2 separate regions of the Mus musculus genome follow, and region 2 is linked to region 1. The links are chromatin contacts, called in public HiChIP or PLAC-seq maps. All regions are on one chromosome and are shown on one strand. The core of a region is the stretch at or near the end of the contact, and the rest is flanking DNA. Distances in the headings are between cores, read along the strand shown.

Region 1 (6,515 bases), core at 1,124-3,623:
CACACACACACACACACTCACTCACGCATGCACTCAAACAGCAGCAAACCCCATCATCTGGGAACTTAAACTCAATGCAAACCCCAGGTTCTGCACACATAGGATCAGAATTTGCATTTTTTTAAAATTTTATCTTGATTTTATTTTTTTAATGTGCGTGCACACTTGTATAGATGTGCACCACTTGCATGCCTGGTATATATAATGCCAAGAAAGGGTGTCGGGTCCCCTGGAACTGGCATCACAGAAGGTTGTGAGCCTCCATGTGGTTGCTGGGAATCAAACTCAGGTCCTCTGGAAAAGTATCCAGCGCTCTTCACTACTGAGCCATCTCACCAGCCCCCAGAATTTGCATCTTAACATGACCCTTAGATCTTTCCCACCCCAATAAGATTGAAATATAGTACTGGGCTCAACTCAGGACTGAGTTCTTAAGAGCTATGTCCTGCCCGGCGAGCTTCCAGCTATGCCCCAAGGAGGCTGTAACCTACTGGATACAGCCACCAGCCAAAAGCATCTGAAGTGTCCAGAGGGTCTGATAAGGCAGACAGACACACAGACATCACCCGTGTTGGAGAGCAACATGCAACAGCTCATCACACAGTCAGAGTGACTCCGCGCTGTACCCTCTCTTCCACCACTACTTCCATGGTGCGACCTCCATGATACCAGTGTTGCCAGCTCCTGTCCCAGCCCTGGCCCTTGGCTCGTGTCCTCTGGTTATCAGAGTTTTAGACCCCCTCTTTGGACCCCATACTCTTCCAGAGCCAGCCTCCCTGAGCTCCCAGCCTTTGAAGCTGAGGGCTGAGAGTGCTAAATGACTAAGCCCAAGACAGATGTAGCTCAGGGGAATTGAGCTGTTCTGAAAGCAGCCAGCAGAACCTGAAAGTCATTAACAGCCATCAACACCCCTGGGGGTGACTATCATTGATTCATTTATTGCTATTAACATTTGAGTGTGAATTAGCTTCTGGCTCTTCCTGAATTGGCTGGCAGAGTGAGCCGGGCCATCCACACTGTTGAGTTTTGATAGAAGACACTAGTCCCAGGAAAGGGAAAAGGCCCAGGCCAGCTAGTTTCCAACCTCCTCCTCTTCCAGCTGGCCAACCTGTTTGTCTTAGCCTCAGTGAAGCTCAAGGACAAGTGTTACAGAAGAGCCTGTGCCCAGAAGTGGTCGTGCTACAATGAACATCATCCCTAGATTAAAAGTCTGCACCCAGGAGTCAGGTCGCCAACTCCATACTCGGTCTCCTGGCCTGGAGGTCCAGAGGGGTTCTATGAAGAGAGGGGCTTCCTGTACCTGCCAACAGGTCTCCCATCTCAGAGTTGCGACTGGAAAGAAAGAGAGAAGGGAGGGAGGGAGGGAGGGAGGGAGGGAGGGAGGGAGGGAGGGAGGGAGGGAGGGAGGGAGGGAGGGAGGGAGGGAGGGATAAGAAGGGATCTGGGAACAAGGGAGGGAGGAAGACCGATGCTTCCAAGGCTCCTGATTTGTGTTGGCCACTATGTTAACTCTGCAACTATTAGCAATTTAATTCTCCCAATACTGATGACATTATTCCTATTTTACAGCCAAGGAACCTGTAAGCTGGAAGAAACTGAGGCTGGAAGAAATTAATACCACACACAATATCACCCAGCTCATGAGATGCAGGGCCAGATTTAGGACCAAGACGGGTCTGGTACCACTGCCACCTGCCAAGTCTGGAGACAGGAGGCCAAGAGTCTGCTCAGCCTCCTTCCAAGAACAGCAGAGGAGCCAGAGGGGCACCCCCGACACCCGCTTCTCACATACTTTGGCAAGTGAGTTTTGTCCTACAAGCTCTTGTTGACTCTAGTACCAGGAAAGCCAGCGAAAGAAAGGGAGATAGCAAATTAGCCAGGGAGCACCTGCTGGTGGCCTGGATGTCTGCCCTAGTGCTGGGCCAGCCTGGGCTTGAGGCCCTCCCTCCAACCTCCCTTGCTACCCTGTGCCAAGTCCAACTCTCCTAGGGACCCACAGCCTCTAGAGCCAGATAACCCCTGCCAGGTCGGTTGGGTGGCACTTGCTGTTCAAACAGGAAGAATGGCACAGACACTGGGGCCTTAAGTGGCCCTCTTGATATCAAAGGAGCAGGAAGGGACAGGGAGGCCCGAGAAGGAACATCACTCCGCCCAGACAGTACAGGGCCAAGTCTGAAGGATCCAAGTCGCCTCCCTAACACTGTCCCCAGCTGAGCTATCTGCAGCACGGATCACTGACCCACCCTCATTCCCCACCCATGCCAGTCCCAATTTGAGGGAAACTAATATTTATTAAACACGACTGTGAGTAGACCAAAGCAGTGACCTCATTTTACCACAGACAACGCTGTCGGCCATGTCACACGCTGAGGAAACCAAGGGCCAGAGGTGCTTACTCATACGCCCAGGTCCCAGCCCGAGAAGTGGGCCGAGCCCCAGCCTCCCTGGTTCTCTTTCCATGCTAGCCTGATGCTTCCCACGACCACAGGCCTTTTGGGTGAACCTGAACTGATTCTTGAGAGCAGAGTGGCACCTTCCTGTCCCCAAGTCTTCTGGCCTTTCGATGTGGTCTGTGCAATTGCAAGGCAGCCCCTAGATCAACTTCTGGAAATGCCCTAAAGTCTGAAGGATCCCATGTCAGGACAGAGGCAGCTGGGAGACGTGTTCTAAATACAGAGGAGTTTCTGGTACAGCTTCACCCCTAACCAGAAGCCTTAAGAAGCTAGAGGGTCTGCTCAGTGAAGTTCAAGGCTCTTATCCTAACTTTCCTTCATTGGACCCCACTACGTCCCAGGGTCCCCTTGACTTCCTACCTAGCAGCTAAAACCTGCACCAATTCATGTTCCCCTAAGAAGCCCTGGGTCTCCCCTACTTTCCAATTCCTTCTCCCGATTTCTTCTTACCACCCCAGCCAGTAGAAACCGATGTCACGGGGCCATTACAAATGTCACCTCCTCCAAGGTCAGTTTTCCTTCCTTACAGGCACAGCCTCATTGATGGCACTTCATAACCTGTGCAGGGCTCTTTCCTCTCTTCCCGATCCCTGTGCCCCCAGCTTGTTCTTAAGCCCAGGCTTTGCCCTCTGCAGGTGGCTTTTGCACCCAGGGGGCTGGGGTAGCTGAAAGACAGGGCTCTGGCTTCCCTGGGGTTCAGCATGTTCCTGAGGATTTTGCCCCTCTCCAAGGCTGGTTAGAGATGCCAGCTCTGTCACCAGGAATCGTGAAAAATCTGGGAACAGTAAGCAAAGCCAAGGAATGTCCCACCCACAGGCCTCCAGAGCCACTTCCTTCCTGGAAGGAGAACAAAGCCGAGAAAGGGGAGATAAGACTTCTCCCTGCATGCAGGGCTGTAGGGAGCTGGGCCCCAAGCAGGCGAACCCTATGGTAAAGGGCTGCTAGATGAAGGCCTAGGGAACCCAGGAGTGAACAGCAGGTCTGGTCAAGGCCCCATCCTGTCCCTTCTCCTTCCCCTCTGCTTGCCTCTCCCACCCCCTCAACCCCCATTTCTCAGTCTCCATCTTCACAGCTTCCTCCCCCATTTCTTGTTTCTTACTCCCATAAGCACCCACTCTCCTGGACCTCACTGCCTGGAGAGCAGGCATGACTCCCGATTTCCATGCCCTTATCTCAACATTCCAGGCCTTCCTGGTGGGCCCCCAACTCACCTCTCCACCCCTTTCCACCACAGACTCTCCAGGCCTGTACTTTCCTGCCTCCTGGCTGGTCATGGGAGTCCTGTGACTCCCGGTGACCTGTGTCCTCCCTGCTGGCTGCTGGCTCACCCTGGGGAAGTCCTGACTCAGATGAGCCCCCTGCCCAACTCCTATACTCCACCCTGAGCAACACTGCCTGATCACCAAACAGAAAAAATCTCCCCCATCCCTATTTTAGAACTAACCCCTCTCACACACACACACTTAGAAACTGTGACACACTTGTCTCCTGAAGACTCCTTCCCTTCACTGTGTCTAGGCCTGACACCAGAAATGGAGTAGCCAGCCAGGGACCGTATCTCCCAAGAGGCCACAGCATTTAGATGGAACCACATGGTTGGTTCTCACCCCTGGGATGTGAGCAGAGGTGTCCCTTCTGAGACAATGCTGGCATGCCTTCATTCCCTCTTCCCCCTCTGTCCACCAAACAGAGGTGGCAGACTGTCAGCAGGCCTCTGAGCAGCTCCACTGACTACCCTGGTATGTCCTGGTATAGGACAAGGAGCACTCTATTGTCTCCAAGCAATTAGCTATTCTTGGCCTGTTTGTTAGACCAGTTAGCCTATCCAGACCAATACAAATGGCAGGGCTACCAACTTTGGAAGTGCCTCCTGATGCTAGGATCTCTCTCTCTCTCTCTCTCTCTCTCTCTCTCTCTCTCTGTGTGTGTGTGTGTGTGTGTGTGTGTGTGTGTGTGTGTGTGTGAGCACGTGCATGCGTGCCTGCCTGCTTGCCTGCCTGTCTGTATCTGTGTGCATGTGTACTTGGGTATACCTACATGGCTACATATATGTGTGCATGTATGTAAGGCCAGAGGCTAACCTCTCAACCACTCCCCACCTTAGTTTCTGAGTCTCTCCCTGAACTGAACCAATTGGCTGGGGCAGCAAGCCCCCAAGAGCCTCCTTTCTACCTCCCCAGAGCTGAGGTTCCAGGGGCACAGCTTTTTCATGTGGGTTCTGATGCTTGTGTGCCCTGCAGATAAACGCTTCACACTTCCTATGTCAGGCCATCCTCATAGTATCTCCACAGGGGCCTGAGGTCACAAGTTCAAGTCCAGGCTGCAAGAGTGAATTCAAGGCCAGCCTGGGAAACAGCAAAATCCTATTCCAAAATCTGAAAGAGACAGACAGACAGACAGACAGACAGACAGACAGACACTGTCCATGCTCAGTGTTAGCCTTTTCAACCATACTGGGGGAAAAAAAAGAAGTTAGGTTTTTGACTGAAGTCACTCAGTAAACTATATATTCTGATTATAATCAAATGTAGAGTCACCTACAGGCTTTTGGCATATTATCTGACATCTTCCTCCAGACTAATGTCAACAGAAAGGACAACTCAATGTTCTGGTCACACCTTCACCTCTACGGTACAAGTGTCTGAACCACATTAAACAGCTTCATTGTCATTGCCTTTCCGTCTCTTTTCTCTGAGAGCTTCCTGGGTCCTCTTCAGGGCAGAAGGCTCTTCTTATATGCCCAGCGGGGTCACCTACAGAGGTCCAGATGAGTGTGCATTTTGCTGAACTAGAATTGCGATTTCACAAGCTCGGTGGTATCCTCACAGGGACCCTCAAATGGCCAAATGTAAAAGGAACTGGGTCCATGAGACGCTCACCAAAGTTCAGCTCCCGCCGCCCCACCCCCCACCCGCTTGGCCATGTCACTTCTGGGCAGCTGGAGATTCCCAGCAAGGCAGGGGTGGGAGCAGAGAAACATTCACCCGTGGCCAGTGTGAGGATGCCAGTGTTTTCCTGCTCAAACCACGCAATCTGGTTCTCATTTCTTCAGGGAAGCGGGTGGAGCGTGACTGAAGGGTGGAAGAAAAAGAATTCCTCAGGCAGAGTGAATAAAGATCAGAAAACATCAAAGTCGATAGAATATGTGGGGTATCGTGGCCAAAGCCCCTGGTGTAAGCCAGAAGAAACTCAGAAACAGCCTTGCTTTCTTCTAAAACCTCATGCATGTCCTTCATACAAACCCCACAGATGAAGGGGAGCCAGGGATCAGCTGCAGTCGGCTCTGCCAGGCGGCTTCCCTGCAGTTTAGGAGGCTCTGAGATGTAGTGATGTACTTGGCTGTCTATCTGATCTAAGAGTGAAGGGGGTACAGATAATTCTGTCTTGATTTCTGGTGCTTCTTCAGAAAGTACCTGATGACTGTCCATCTGAACGAGCAGAAGTGATCAGAGTGTATCACAACAGCCGGGTCCAAACGATCACATGGGAAGAAGGGCACACACATGAGATCACACCCACAGCACATGCAGCTCCCATCTACAACATACAGATAAGCGGAGAGTCCGTAAAGCCACCCTTCCTTAGCCAGCAAGGAAGGTGAGGGGATATCCTTGTTTTATCTGGAAACAGAGGCCCCCACCCCCACCCCACCCCCGCATGCGCGCGCGCGCACGTGCACACACACACACACACACACACACACACACACACACACACACGCACACCTTTAGCTGAGAAAGCACAAATGAAAACAACTGCCCACAAGGGGGCATCCAAACACTATCAGACTCAAGGTCTCAGCACCAAGATTACTACTATTTGGCCTCAGAGAGACAAGGAGATGCTGAGGGAAATTTTGGAGAACCTGAAATGGGGTCTCTTATGGAGACTCAGCAGAGGAGGATGTGCACAGGGCTGAGATGGAAACTAAGGCTAAGCCACTGAAGTGAGCATGCTGACGAAACATCTATCACCTAGTCCTATCCCCATCTCTTGCTCTATAATAAATAATTCTTCATTTAGTCTCCCCATCGCCTTTTAAATCTTTTTGTGAGATTTATC
Region 2 (6,177 bases), core at 3,349-5,848, 990 kb before region 1:
GGAGAAAGCCACTGTTGGGAACAATGATAGCATCCCCACCCACATACCTCTTGACTACCCAGGAGCGTGTGAGCCTTCCAGGGGTCTTGGCTCAGCCTGAGATGGAGGTTTCTCCAGCCTAAGCACCTTGTTTTCTCTCTGTCTCAGGAAATAACACTACTACCTCCAACGGGTCCCCCTCCTCCAATTCCGGTCGCCCAGATTTCCGAAAGTATTAACTCAGCCTGGCGTCCCTTCCCTGGCCTTCAGCAGCCACAGGAGGAGAGCTGATGTCGCCTGTAGGATGAGAGGACTGCAGGATGTGATGCCCAGTCCCATTGTCCCCCCCAGGACCCATGGCTCTGACAAGCCCTGAGGGTGGGCCCTTCCCCATCTCTTCTGATTGGAATCTTTCTTCTCCCTACCCCATTCTCTCTATTCTTTGGCTTCTCAGTGTCTCTACAACAAAGAATAGATGATTCAATAAAGTTTCTTGATTTTCTGCAAATGTTTTTGTTTCTGGCCTGGTTTCTGAGGGTGGCCTCTGCTGAGGCCTGATTTGGGTTACGGGCGAGGTTGGCATAGTTGTGCTGAGCTGAACTCAGACACTGATGGGACCAGGGGCTTCTCATGTGAGAAGGATATGAGGCACATCGGCCACTGAGTACACTGGCACAATGATGGCAGACAGGGAAACCCACATTGGTACCCATGTGTTCATATGCATCAGATATGGGCAAATGGGACTCACCAGATAGAAAGCAGGGGCCAGTGAGTTAGTTCAGTATCCCTCCCTGTAGGATGGCCAGAAGTGGAGGCTGGGGTCATCTGTAGACATAGGGTGGGGAAATATGGAGGGCGGGTGTAGAGCAGGCTTCCTGGGCCATTCAAAAGGGGGAGGGATCTTGGGGAAATAGTGGCCAGAACAGGTATCCCTGCCCCAACCTGCTGCCTTCCAGGCTGATGACTCCGTTTTGGCCTGAGATAGCCTTCCTTTCTGTTTTCCTTGGCACATCCCAAGGTCTGACAACTCTAAACTTCCCAGTGGACCAACCCATAATTCACTCAGCACCTCAGCCTGTGCTGGCCTCTGGCTGCCCTGTCTCTCTCTGATGCCCTAGCTCTCTTCTGCCTCTCTGGAGCTCTGGCCCAGAGACACAGCCTCCTCTGGCTGTGCTCATCCTGCACAAGGTGACTGCACAAATGGTTTCTTTCTGCTGTTTACTCGTGGATGCTCTTGGACCATCCTGGACATGTGTGTGAGCTCAAATTCCTCACCTCTCCATCTGCCTCCCCAGCTTCAGATTCACCTTCCCCACTGTGCATAGGACACCCCTTTCTAAACTAAAGATCTACAGGGGCCACCCTCTCAGATTGCTTCTTCCTTTTCCTACTCTCAGGGACCCGGAGAGCCAAGGTAGCTCTGACTCTGATTATGTTTATCTCTGTCTCTGTCTATACTTATCCCTGTCTATCTTTGTCTCTTTTTATCTGTCTTTGTCTCTCTTTATCTCTGTCTGTCTTTATATCTCTCTGTCTCTGTTTCTCTCTCGATCTCTCTTTCTATTCTCCTCTTCCATAAGTCCTTTCATGGACTGCGTTTTTAGCTCCAATGTCTTCCCTGATTCTAACTCTCATGACATGCTATTATAACAGCGTCACTGGTTGCTCTGCCTCCAGTTTGACCTTGCCCCTCACTCAAGCTGGAGTATGGCCACCAAAGAAAGGCAGGATTTTTTGTAGACCCACAGGTCAGATGTTCTGACCTCTTCCTTGCTCCTTCCAGTCCTAGCTCCTATAAGAGCCTCTCCAGTGAAGCCCAAGGTCTTTCTATTTCAAAATGCTCTTGTGAAGCAGGCGTGTGTTTGGACAGCTGCAGAGCCGTATTCTACAGGAGAACTCAGTCAGACCCCCTCCTCGTTCTCTCCAGAGCAGGGCTCTGTTCTTTTTTTTTTTTTTTTTAATTTATTTTTCACATCTCTGTTCTATAGGCTCTCCTTAAAATGCAGATTGAAATGGTAACCCTTCTCCATGACACATGGCTGGTGTGGCATGTTCCTGGGTGTTCCCAAGAATGTACTCCTCTACATTCATGTTGACAGCATGGTCCTACGCATAGTGAGTTGGCCAGATGCTGCTTGTATTCTAATGCTAATAGCATTTCCTCCAGACCTGATTGTCCCAGAGATGAGAGAGTCCTGCACATCGACACTATGTGAAGATGCCCCCAAGTTATTTCTGATAGATAAAGAAAGGCCAATAGCTGGGCAAAGAGACATTGGTAGGATTTAGGGTTCCAGAATTTGGGGGTTGAAGGAAAACCACAAGAGAGTGAGAATAGAGGAGGAAAAAGAAGCAGCCATGGGTTAGGTGAGTCATGAAAACAAGGTCCTGAGGGCTGGCCAATTGGAGTTTAGAGCAGCCTAGATAAAACATAATAAGTGATAACTTGGACCTACCTATAGGAAAGTAGAGTCTAATAACTTAGAGGGTGGGTATCTGCCCAACTCTTGCACTGTTTAAGGCTTGTTATAAATAAAAAGGTTGTGTGGGTCTTTATATATGTCAAAGGCAGGGTGGAAACCCTGGGTTGGGATTAAATATTACTACATCAGGGCTGTGTCTTTTCATCTCGGGGAGGGTTTAGCTAAATGCTTGTTGAAGGAAGAGAGGAATGAATGAACTGGGGACCTGCCTCTGAGATAACATTTGGATTTGGTCACAGAATTTTTGGCCAGAGGGCCAGAGGGCCAGAGGGCCAGAGGGCCAGAGGGCCAGAGGGTCAGAGGGTCTCTGACACCCTTGACACCTGTCCCCTTTCTCTGGTCTTCCCCTCTCCTTCTTGACTCTCCTCTGAGTTCCCCACCTCACCCTGGTATAACTTATACTCTTCTCACTTGCAGGCCACACGCACCTGGCTTAGGCACACAGGACTCACTTGGGCATGCCTGAGCTAGCTGAAGCAGAGACAGCATCTAGTCTCTATTTATTCCAGAGCCCTTTCTGTTCTCCACTGTAGAAGGAGGTAGGGGCTCAGGTCAAGTTCCCCGTCTGGAACTCTGCCAGGAGCTAAAAGCATTACAGAAAACCAGGCCATGCCCTTTGCTCCCAAGCGTTTTTGGTTTTGGGTTGAGGCTGTAGCTTCCTGTGGAGTGTGACTGCATTCTGACACTGGATTGATTCTGGAGAAAGAACCTCCATCTTTAAAAGCATTCTCAGACAGACAGGAACTAGGTAAGAGCACTTCCTCTCCTGCTAATGGCTACCTCCCCCGTAGGTTATTAAAGCTGAGGACTCAGAACAATCTGACACGCGGTTACTAAGAGCTCACCAAGTAATGCTTCTGGTCATGGCCTTTCTGGTTCTGTGACTTTCTTTGAGGTAGAAACAGTTTTGGGGTCACCCACATCCTCATACCTACTGTATATACAGGACCTGAAAGATGAATTAGATGGAGAGTGGAGGGACAATGGAAGATGGAAACTGTAGCAAACATACAATACCAAGGGCAGGAAAGAATGGGGCCCTTACCCCAGTCAAGGATAGGAGTTTTCAAAGCTGAGCACCCCGGCTTGTTTTGATCCCCAAGACCAAAACTTCCTTCCAGTCTTGGTATTGACATGCTCAGTAGAATATGAGGGAGACTCATTTATGTGGATCAATGACAGAAGCTGGACCCCTAAGTCTGGAGGGGACTCTCTATGGCCTGGGAGCTTTTCACCTAGATCCCAGGAAGAACTGTGAGAAGCCCTAACTCTGTGGCCCCGTCAGGTATTTCAGGGAAGTTGGGAGGGACAAGTCAGGGGCAGTGTTTCTGTCAGGCCAGCCAACAGCCTTTCTGAGCTGGGAAGAAGGCTGACCCAGGCCTCTAGTCTAGGAAGTAGAAGGGGTGGGGTGGAGATCCTGTCTTTCTGCCTTGGACTCCATCTGTCAGTTTAGTCACCTGGTGGGGTGACACTTGAGGGAGGAAAGAACTGCTGGGTCAACACTGCCCCTCCCTAGGGGGTTGTCCTAGGCGCTCAGGTCACCGCAGGCTCAGTGGCTGTTTCCCAGAGCTGCAATAGTGAGCAAACAACCATGACCCAGTGGTGCCTGACTCACATCTGTGTCAGACCGTGAATGAGTGTGCGTCAGGCAGGAGACCCTAAGATAAAGGGTTACAACCAGACCGAAAAGGCCAGCACACTGCACAGTGTGTGCTCTCCCCAGCCCTCAGCTTTATGTTACTTCATCCCAAGAGAGGTCACCGTCATGTGCGCTTTATACACGGGAAAATCAAGTTAGATCCTCCAAAGGGAGCAGACTAGTTCACAGGGTGGGAGCCACTGTTCCAAAATACTTCCTGAGGAGCTGGTTGGTACTTTGTCAGGGGTCACGTGTTCACCTCCAGGAATGTGGAGAGGAACAAGACTCCCAGATCTCAGTGCTCATGGGACAAAAGAGCCAACCAGGGTACATTCCTGGGATGTCCAGGAGCCACTAGGTCAGTTTCCCAGGTGGGCACGGGTGGGTTGGCAGGAAAGCCTGACACATGGCAGGTGAGCTACCATGGTGATTCAATGCTGCGATTCTCAAGAAGCGTCTGGCTTCTCACCTTGAGCAAAAGGTACCTCCCTATCCCCAAGGCTCCACCCTTCCTTAATGGACCAGTACATGTCTGCCCATCCTGTGGGGCTGTCTGTCCTGCCTTGGCCCTGCAGAGGGCAGACTCATGTCAGAAAGCAGACCAGGGTCCCTGGCCACCAGTTGGGATCCAAGGTAGTAGAGGGACAGGACCTTAGATTTAGTCCTAACAGGAGGTTCTGTCTGTCTGTCCCCAGCACTGGGTGTGACAGCAAGGCATTTGAGAAGCAAGGTGAGGCTGAGGGCGGAGTTCCATGACAAGACTTCTCTGGTACTTAGCTCATCTATTTCGGGTGGCAGCTTTGACCACCCATTGGGGGTATGAGACTTCCCTAACCTTCCTGGAAGGGGAATCCAACTGTTCCTCGCTAGGGAAGCCTGCAGCAAGGCTCAGGAGAGATGGCATTGCAAGGTTGTAATCAATAGGGCCTGATGATGTATTGTCCCAGAATCCCCCATGCCCCTATTGCAACCCATTTCCTCTTCCCATTTTTGGGTTCTTGTATCTCAGGGAACCTATGTGCTTTTGGAAGGTACCCTCCGGGCTGTTGGTGTTTTGGGTAGAGCAGGGTACACGAGCTATGTTCCTTTGAGCAGCTCTTTGGGGACTCTGGGAGAGCTGGGTGCACTGTGTCCCTACATGGAGTTTGGGAGGGTGATACAGGTGGCTGGTTGGCTGCTGAGACTCTTTCAGGCACCTGTTGGGGATGGGCTTTTGGGAAAGCTGGCGGGTGTCTGGCACACATTCTCTGGCCAACTTTCACGATCGCTCGTAACAGCCCTGTGGCTGCTTTCATCTGAGCATCTCAGAGAAGCTTGAAAGTCAAATCTGCAGAATGCAGGATAGTTAATGACAGCCTGGAGTCCCGGGCCTGGCCACAGACTGGCTGTTGTTACCAGGAGGGGTGTTGTTATGTGGACTGCACAGCATCTGTAAATGCTGACCGCTGAGCCAATCAAATGGGGTGTTTTTTGGGGGGGGGATTTGCTTTGTGGTTCAATGAAGTGATACTTGAAAGGAGTGGACTCGGACACTGAAGTCCCTGTCCCAGTATGCCTGACAGGGCATCTCCCATAAACCACAGGTTCTCAAACACGCTGGGGAGAAAAAGCAATGCTGTGGAATTCTTAGACCATAAAAGCCGAGTGAGAGGGGGTAAGGACTCGGTACCTCTGAGCAGAGGCTCATGTTCTCCAGATGGGAGCTGCTGGCAAGCATGGTTGTGCAGGAAGAGCTGGCCCTTGGGCCCTGAAATATGGAGGCAGAGCATGGCCACAAGAGGACTGGAGAGGTATGGCTTTCCCCTGGGCCCAGTGGCTCCCTGGACACTCACTATGGCAAGACACATGGCTCATTCTGAGCAGACTTCCAAAGCCTGGGGCAATAACCAAAATCTCTCTCAGGGGAGAGGACTTTTATTTTGTTTTTGTATTTTGAGAGAGATGATATTCTAGAGCATTTTGGGCTTAGTAAGGAGGGGATTTCAAGACCTAGGCAGGGTAAGGTAGATCCAATGGGAATTAAAAAACCCTATCAGGGTCCTGGAGAGTGGAACCCCTAGAGTTTTGAAAGGA

Evidence for each region. HiChIP or PLAC-seq counts read pairs in DNA pulled down with a chosen protein or histone mark.
Region 2: a contact with region 1 is called in a FOXA1 HiChIP or PLAC-seq map of pancreatic cancer cells. The contact joins two enhancer-like sites. A contact is called at or near these places in 2 of 39 promoter capture datasets (embryonic stem cells and erythroid cells) and 1 of 115 datasets of contacts at active chromatin or transcription factors (pancreatic cancer cells).

Annotation. Positions count from the first base shown.
Region 1 is chr11:99,123,834-99,130,348 of GRCm38.p6, reverse strand. No RefSeq gene overlaps it. Among named protein-coding and RNA genes, the nearest start is that of Ccr7, 28 kb to the left of the region's middle. Within about 2 kb of position 2,373, at least 81 of the 459 cell types and tissues checked have an H3K27ac peak or open chromatin away from gene starts, as enhancers often do. A contact at or near this core is called in pancreatic cancer cells, where this site is marked.
Region 2 is chr11:100,111,637-100,117,813 of GRCm38.p6, reverse strand. It overlaps Krt13 (keratin 13), which reads left to right. Exons shown (of 8, transcript NM_010662.2): 8 at 148-487. The coding sequence ends at 218. Among named protein-coding and RNA genes, the nearest start is that of Krt13, 6.8 kb to the left of the region's middle. Within about 2 kb of position 4,598, at least 44 of the 459 cell types and tissues checked have an H3K27ac peak or open chromatin away from gene starts, as enhancers often do. A contact at or near this core is called in pancreatic cancer cells, where this site is marked.